Linked DNA regions of Mus musculus: all the other regions are linked to region 1. A link is a contact called in public promoter capture Hi-C data. All regions are on one chromosome and are shown on one strand. The core of a region is the stretch at or near the end of the contact, and the rest is flanking DNA. Distances in the headings are between cores, read along the strand shown.

What was found. Promoter capture Hi-C pulls out the DNA fragments that hold promoters and counts their contacts.
Region 2: a promoter capture Hi-C map of liver shows a contact between it and region 1, with 2.0 times the contacts expected there. The contact joins the promoter of Stx12 here to the promoter of Tent5b in region 1. A contact is called at or near these places in 2 of 39 promoter capture datasets (embryonic stem cells and liver).
Region 3: a contact with region 1 is called in a promoter capture Hi-C map of liver, with 2.1 times the contacts expected there. The contact joins the promoter of Dhdds here to the promoter of Tent5b in region 1. A contact is called at or near these places in 1 of 39 promoter capture datasets (liver), 1 of 115 datasets of contacts at active chromatin or transcription factors (bone marrow-derived macrophages) and 1 of 9 other capture datasets (liver).

Annotation. Positions count from the first base shown.
Region 1 is chr4:133,478,698-133,481,450 of GRCm38.p6, forward strand. It overlaps Tent5b (terminal nucleotidyltransferase 5B), which reads left to right and starts at 1,436. Exons shown (of 2, transcript NM_175307.6): 1 at 1,436-1,866. The coding sequence starts at 1,603.
Region 2 is chr4:132,883,118-132,885,870 of GRCm38.p6, forward strand. Stx12 (syntaxin 12) reads right to left here and starts at 1,341. Exons shown (of 9, transcript NM_133887.4): 1 at 1,131-1,341. The coding sequence starts at 1,248. It also overlaps the pseudogene Gm13033.
Region 3 is chr4:133,999,513-134,002,265 of GRCm38.p6, forward strand. Dhdds (dehydrodolichyl diphosphate synthase) reads right to left here and starts at 1,370. Exons shown (of 9, transcript NM_001362959.1): 1 at 1,213-1,370; 2 at 757-881. The coding sequence starts at 819.

The sequences.
Region 1 (2,753 bases), core at 186-2,685:
CTTCTCCCCTCCCCCACGTCTCCTGGAGGCTCAGAGGGAGAATGTGTCAGGGGCTATGCTGTGGCTTTGTGGTGGCTTGTGTTGGTTTGGGGGCTTGGGGATTAGACCCAGGATCTTGCACTAGGCAAGCATTCCGAGCCACTGAGCCAAATCCATGTGCAGGAGAGTATTATGCCTGGACCTCAAACGCTTTCATCAGTAGCCTCGGGGATCTAGAGTTCAGAGACAACTCAGTCAAAGATCTCATTTTTATTTCCCTCGTTTTGTGGCACCAGAGGTTGAAGCCTGGGTCTCCGGCACACTAGGCGAGCAATTGGTCAGCGCTTTATATCTCCAGCCTGTTGATGTTGTTGTTGACAGGGTCTCACTGTATATCCCCGGCTGACCCAGAACTCAACAGGCAGACAAGGATAACTGAACGTCTTATCCTCCTGCCCACACCACTGGAATGCTGGGGTTACACATCTGGTGGAACACACGGGGCCTCCTCCAGGGGTTTTTAGAGTGGCCTGAGGCTGGGGCCGGCTTTCAGAAAGAAGAAATGTGTGTTCTGGTTTGAGGCAGGTCAAGCTGTGCCCTGACAGAAACTGGGGTATAGTAGCTGTTTCTAAGTCCTGGATTCTTCTTCCCTGTCTTTTAATCCTTAGTCTGCCTTTTAGGAAAATGGAAGGCTACAGAATTTGCTATATTATTATTACGAGAATGACAAGAAAAAAATACTGCGGCGATGAACAGGGCGATTCGATTTCGATTCTCCCTCCTGCCCATGACACATATATTTAAAATCTGAAAAGGAGGAGGGGATAAGATTCAAAAGTAGCAATAAGCCTCGGCCTCTATGATCTGTAGAGAGAAAGAGAAAAAAAATAGTAATATCCATCCCAGAAAAACCCTGGGTGGGCCCAGATGGAGCAAAGAGCTACATAGATCTTTAAACCTCCATCAGGACCATAACTGACACTCACATGCTACATGATGATGGGTAATAACGCCCTCTCTCTAAGCAGATTTCACCTCACCTAAGATGGAACAGGTACGCCAGGCATGCGGTAATTCGAAGGGCCAATCAAAGGAATAAATTAGAAAGCGGCCGGGCCGCCTTGTCAACACGGCAACATTACTCTACACAGACCTCCCTCGACTTCTGCCGCTGGAGGGCGCTGTCCCTCTAAGTCCCGGCAGGCTCGGGCCAATCGCAAGCAGCAGCTTCTTTAAAGACCAAAGGAGGGAATTCGGTCCGAGAGAGGGGGCGGGGAAGGGGCGTGCCTTTCAGCCAATCAGAAACTCCTGAGAGCCAGCGATTCCCTTGCAAAACTGTGTTGGCCCGTGATAGGGGGAGGGACAAGAGGAGGGCATCTCCTGCTGTGTGACAGCTGTGCTGACCAATGGGCGTGCGGCCCGCGGCCTATAAGTGTCAGCTGGGCCCGAGCCGCCTGGCTCTAAGATCTGTTAGTCCTCCCTGCCGTCGGGGGTGTTCCCTGGGTTTGCCTCGCCGCCGCCGGGTCCCCGCACCCCGCCTTGGCCCGTGCACAGCCACTCTCCCTGCCCTCCTCGCCTTCACCATTCCCGGGTTTCTGCCGTCCAGGCACCGGGGCCGGGTGAATGATGCCGTCGGAGAGTGGAGCTGAGAGCCTGGAGCAGCCAGCTGCGCAGGTGGGGACCGGTGCAGCCTCGGCAGTGGCCACGGCTGGGGCGGCCGGCGGCGGCCCGGACCCGGAGGCCTCCTCGGCCTCCCTGGGACGGCACCAGAGTCGGCTGAGCTGGCCACAGGTGAAGCGGCTGGACGCGCTGCTGAAAGAGCCGATCCCCATTCACGGACGAGGCAACTTCCCCACGCTGAGCGTGCAGCCCCAGCAGATCGTGCAGGTGAGGGGGACCCTGGCAGGGTCGGGGGTGGGGTGGTGCTCTGCTGCAAGGTACCTGGAGTCTATGACTGGCCGGGAAGCTAGGGAAACTAAGAAACAGGAACCCGACTACTAGTTCAGCTCTTCCTGCACCCTGCTGAGCTTGCCTGCTTGCCGTTCTGGGGACCTCTTATTCCCTTGGGAACCACTCACCAAGACCCTGGCTGGGAAATGGGGTGGAGATGGAGGAGGCACTAGATGGGACATCGCCCTGGCAGTCGCCAGTGAGGAGGGTGTGTACCTGGTTCCAGAATAGCTTTTCTTCTTCTACCTCACATCCTTGGACCTCCTGCACCCTCAGGGTTCTAGGGCACTCTGCCCTTGTGTTCCCACAACCCTTAGCTCAAGAAGCCTTGGCTAGGTGAAACAGCCCAGAAATTCCTGGGAAAGCTCCCAACCTCCCACGTGTTGCGGCCAGACCGGAGACCTCACCCCTTTGAAGATAGCATCAAATTTCCATTTTAGGGGTTCCTTCTCCCTTAAGGCTAGAATGAAGGCCGGCCCAAGGTTCAGACCCCAAAACACTATCTCCCTCCTGAGGATCAGATTCTGGCAGCTGCCCCCCTCCCCCATCAAACTACAGCTCTTTTAACCTAACCCTGCAAGACCCCAAACTTGCTCTTTCTGCATACAGCCCGAGCACTGTGGAATTCTGAAATACCAGAGGATGCCCGTTCTTATACCCCATTCTAACTGAGGCCTCGGGTGGGAGGGTGAGCTACCTACCAAAGGCTATCCAGTGAGGTGGAGGTCAGGTTCAGGGAGGGAGTCCTGGAGCTCCCCAGGAACAGATGGTATCTGATCAACAGTTCCTCTCCCCCCCCATCCCCATCCCACCCCACTCCCCAG
Region 2 (2,753 bases), core at 91-2,590, 600 kb before region 1:
TGGCGTACATTGTTAATCCCAGCACTTGGGAGGCAGAGGCAGGTGGATCTCTAATTTTGAAGCCAGCCTGGTACACAGAGTGAGTTCCAGGATAGTCAGAGCTACAAAAAAACTGTCTCAAAAAGAAAATAAAAGCACAGTGGTAGCTTATGCTTTAAAGCTTAGGACATAACTGCAATTCAGAACTGACTCTACTTATTAACAGTATAGCTAAGCTCACAAAAAAAAAAAAAAAAAAAAAAAACAGAATAATAAACAACACAGATGGTTGTCACCATTTTTAAAGTAAAATTGCTTCTGTTGTTCTGTTTACAGGGCTCTGGGATGATTCTGAAACTCAAAAACAGCCTGTACTTGACTCTAGCTACAGAAGGGAGTTTTAAGGTAAGCAGTTACAAACTGACTTGGCCCAACCCTGCCATCTCTTACTTGGTGTGTAATTGTGGCCAAGAGTAGCTCTCAACGGAGGCAGAAGAGGACATCTTCATGCTTGAAATGGGAAAAACGTTCGCTACAAAGACAACCTAACCTAAAATGTTCCCGGTGCATTCTGTGCCATAAAGCAGCAGTCCTCCCGTCCCTTAAATGCCAGGCACTGACTGACGTCCAGGTTAATTACAGGAAACACAGTGTATTAAGTCACTCGAACGCACGCATTCTCCACTTCCCTTAATTGAAAGTTGCTGATGTCTGAGGACCCAACCGCTGAGCTGAATGTGAACCTAAAGTCGCAACCAAGTAAGCACCCCCTGATCGGAACTGAGGAAAACAAGGTGGGTGGGGAGAGGGGGACGGCGACGACAGGAAAAACTCGGCTGACCACTGCGCCAAGTCAAGACTGCTGCTCACAGTCCTGGAGATGACACACACTCCCTCCCACCATCGGGGCTGTCGGCTCTGTTGACCCCCAACACCGTGAACTCTAACCGCCTAAGACAGGGGTGTGGACCTAAAGGGCCCGAGCCTGGCCGACCCAGGGAAAGGCAGCTCGCCGCGCCCAGAGTGGAGGCTCGCGACGGCCTCAAGGTGTGGCCTGAGCTGCGACCCAGACCGGGCTCCCCGACTTGGCAGCTTCACCACCGTCTGTCCCTCAGGCCGCCCCCAGCTCCCGGCTGGGTCCCCTCGCTCACTGGCTTGGCTGATCCGCTGGATGTTGCCACTGCATGTCTGGATGATGCTGTTGAAGTCCCGGGGCTGAGGCCCCGACGGCCCGGGGTTCCGATACATGTCTAAGGGACCGTAGGACATGACAGTGAGCAGAGACCGGGTCGCGCTTCGCGGCGCTCCTACCGGAAGCTGCCACTGACCGGGCCCAGCAGCTGAGAGGAAAACCGGGAAGAGAAAGGGCGGGGAAGGGACCGCGACTGCGTGCGCACTGACCCCCCGCCCATCGCGGTGCGCATGCGCGCGCTCCGCCCCATCCTGCAGTGCGCGTGTGCGGCTGGAATTGGCGGTGGGTCGTCTCTTGAGAGTTTTCGAACTGCTGGCGGTGAGCGTTCTCGCAAGACCCGACTCCTCCAGCTGTGAAGCCAGTACAGGACCGGACTTCTTCAGCCTGTCGTCTACAGACGGCGCGCCCCGCATTCCACGACCTTCCGGCCGCCAACACGCTCATCCGCATCCTGCTGCTCCCGCATCCTGCCGCTCCCGCATCCTGCTGCTCCGCGCGGCACTGTTGTTCAGGCACCCAGCAAGTTCTTGCTTTTCCAACCCATGTCAAAATCGAGGTGAATGCATGAGCATGGAATGGGACCAGTACACGTGCAGTTGTACCCGACAGGATTCGATGGTGAAAACTGTTCAACACCTAAATTTCTAGCAAGAATAAAGTTACTACTGAAACCATCCGCCAATACGGTGTGCCCCGTGCTTACCCACTTCAAGGGATTCTGGGACATTGTTGATTAACATTTCCTTCCTTTGAGGTCAGGCTGGTATACAGGGTGAGTTCCAGGACAGCCAAGGTTACATAGAGAAACCCTGTCTCGGAAAACCCACTCACACTCCAAACAAATAAAAACCATTCCCTTCCTGCGGAATTCAGTCATGAGATATGTTGCCAGCCAGATGGCATTTGATTGACAGCCCACCAACTTACAATGTGCACCACACCTACGAAAACTGGGCACCCTTCTCCAACCTCTCCTACTACATCAGAGCCTCTCCTCCTGTAACAGATGACTGCCTGACTCCCATCCTGTGAAAGGGAAGAAGAGGGTTTCTGATTCAAAAGATTATGGGGAAAATTCTAAGAAAAAAATTCATCCTTGACCCCCAGGGCTCGAATATGATATTCACATTCTTCGGCCAGCAATTCACCCACCAGTATCTCAAGACAGACCAGAAACAAGGACATATATTCACTAGAGGGCTGGGCCATGGAGTGGACATATAAGCCATGTTTATGGTAAAACTCCAGATAGACAGCATAAACTGCTCCTTTGCTTTCTCTTTTAATTATTTATTTTTATGCTCATTGGTCTTTTGCCTGTACCTGTGAGGGTGACAGAGCCCCTGGACCTGGAGTTACAGAGAGCTGTGAGCTGCCATGTGAATGCTGGGAATTGAACCTGTGTCCTCTGGAAGAGCAGCCAGTGTTCTTAACTGCAGAGTCATTTCTCCAGCCCCAAACTATGCCTTTTCAAGGATGAAAAACTCAAGTACCAGGTAATTGATGAAGAGGTATATTCTCCCATCAGAGAGATCAGGGACACTCAGGTGGAAGCAGACTGCCACTGCAAACCCCCAAATAC
Region 3 (2,753 bases), core at 120-2,619, 520 kb after region 1:
GTGTATTTCTTTTTTTTAATCCTCAAAAAAGACAAGTTTGTTAAGCCACATGGTTGGTAAATAACAGTTTTCCTCACGGATGTCTGTCTCTAGAGCAGATGGTTAAAGTTTTAACCATCAAAGAACCATTAACTCAGAAGACACTGCAAGGAGAAACCGATGGAAACGCTGGGGCAGTGGTTCTCAGCTGTCCTTATGCTGTGAGCCTGGGATATAGCGCCTCAGGTGCTGACTTCAACCATGAGAGTATTTGCACTGCTACTTTATAACTGCCATTCTGGTACTATCGGAAATCGTAATGTCAGATACCTGATATCCGACCCTGTGAAAGGGTTGTTCAACCTCTGAAGGGGTTGGGACCCACAGGTTGAGAACTACAACTCTAGTGAGACAAATTTCTGTTCCCTCCCATTCAGAGTCACAGTCTCTCTTCCTTTTTCAAACTCAGAGTCTTGTGAATACCAAGAAAGCACCTGACCAGTGAGCTCTTTTGACACTCTCAACGGCACAATTCAGTTTTCCAGAAGGAAAATCTAACAGTCTATGTGATCTAATGATATTAAGAGACCCTGATTGGCCTTAAAAAAAAAAAAAAGTCACACAGTACAATAAATACTAGAAATGCAGCCCTTCAAACTACATTATAATTTCAAGATTCTCTCTTTACTAAATTCTACTTCATTGGGATTGCTACAATTTAATAATGAACTACTCAACTATCCAAAAGGTCAACTTTTCCCCCGGGGTACTGCTCACCTTTATGATGTTAGCACAGAACCGTTCCCACAGTGACAGCTCTCCTTCTTTGATCCATGACATAGTTCTTGCTATGTCAGAAATCACACAAGAACAACAACAACAACAAAAAACAGCCAGATAACCTTGAATAAATGAAAAGAGAGAGAAGTCATCCTTGCTTGCAATAAAACTGACTAAAGAGACTCTGCTGGACTGTGGCAGGCAACACGCGTCTGAATCCAGAGACTGTTCTAATCCGCTCAGGCCTCTACAAGCCAACGGGAGACCTTTGGAGCAAGGTAGTTCCCACTTTCTTATCCTTACGTGCACTGATTTCTTCCAAATATCCTGCCACATCATGGTACCTACATCTTGCTTGGTCAATCCCCACAACTTCCTTCTCTATTGCCCCGCAAACCATTGCTCACTCTAAGCTAACCAATCACTACCCTCCTTGGATGCCGCATCTGTTACCTCAATGGTCACTCTCCCGGCTGGACTTTAGTGTTTCCCGCAGCTAACTCCACATCCAGCTTCCCCTCCTCTGGGTCTCTGTGTTTACTCCCCACCTAGGACGCAGGAGAAGGCGCTTTTCCACCACTCCCGGGCGACTTACGACTTGGCGCTGAAAGAACACGTCACCTCTACGTGATTGGCTCCGCCTCCTCCGTCCGTGGTGGGCGGGGCCGCCCCTGCGTACTCGGGGGCGGAGCGGTGCGAGTTCTTGCGAGTTGGCTATTGGTGGCCGCTCTCGCGGGGCGTGGAAACAGCGCCTGGGAGGCCGAGGTCACGTGAGCCGATACTCCTACCTCTTGGGTCTCCTATTGCAAGCCCTGCACGTTAGGCGAGTTGAGCCTGAGGGATCGAGATGTGTTCGGCCCACGCATTTGCGTGGTCTCAGGTGTTGTGGCAGTTTGTTAGGGAGAGAGGATGCGGTTGCTCCACCTCAAAATTGAGTTTCTCTATGGATGATCGCAGTGCTTATATTATGGGAGACACGGTAATGTCGTATTTTGACAGTCCTCCTACCTCAGTCTCCCCAACTGCTGGGGATATGGACGTAAACCATGGAAGTGAACTGCGTTTATTTAAAAATTTGTCTTGGGCTGGAGAGGTGGCTCAGAGTTTAAGAGTACCGACTGCTCTTCCAGAGGTCCTGAGTTCAATTCCCAGCAACTACATGGTGGCTCACAACCATCTGTAATGGGATCTGATGCCCTCTTCCGATGTGTCTTAAGACAGCGACAGTGTACTCACATACATAAAATTAATCTTTAAAAAAACAAAATTGTCTTAAAAGTGTTCTTTTAGCCGAAACTGATGGCACGTCGTCACTGAACTCAGCACTCAAGGCTGAGGCCATTTGAATTAGTTAATGTCTTTTCTGCTACGTAGTAAATTTAGTCACCCTGATCTAGGGGATACTGTCTCCTCAAAAAATTCTGACGTGTTTTTTTACTTGTCGCCTTTTAATGCTGCTAACGCATCAGAAGGGTTTCTTGCGCTGGTCACTTTTGGGGAGCGATGCAAAGCAACTTTATAATTTGCAGATTCCGAAGACCCACGTTAATGAACTTAGGAGGACAAGTCAGAAAGAGCTTTACTCTTAGGACTTCCAAAACCACAATCCGTAGCATTTGGGAATAGAGCCCTAGTGGTAGAGTTCTTGCCTAGCAGGCTAGAAGCCCTGGGTTCAGTTTCCAGCCCAGTATAAAAAAGCATGGTGGCAGCGAATGCAGGGCAATCAGCAGTTTAGGTCACCTAGGGCGTTTGAGGCTAGCGTGGCCTACACAGGAAAACTCAACCTCAAAACTAAACAAAAATAGAAACAATCTTAAACATACAACAAAACACCATAAGCCACTTGTGGAGAGCTTTGGGGGTCAAGCAAGAACTCAAAAGCATTAGCTGTATAGCTAGTCTGAAGGACTTTTAGATACCTAACAGAACAAACTTGGGCCTGGACTGGGCTTCGGGAAACTTGCCTCCTCAAAAGTATTATCATCATCATCCAT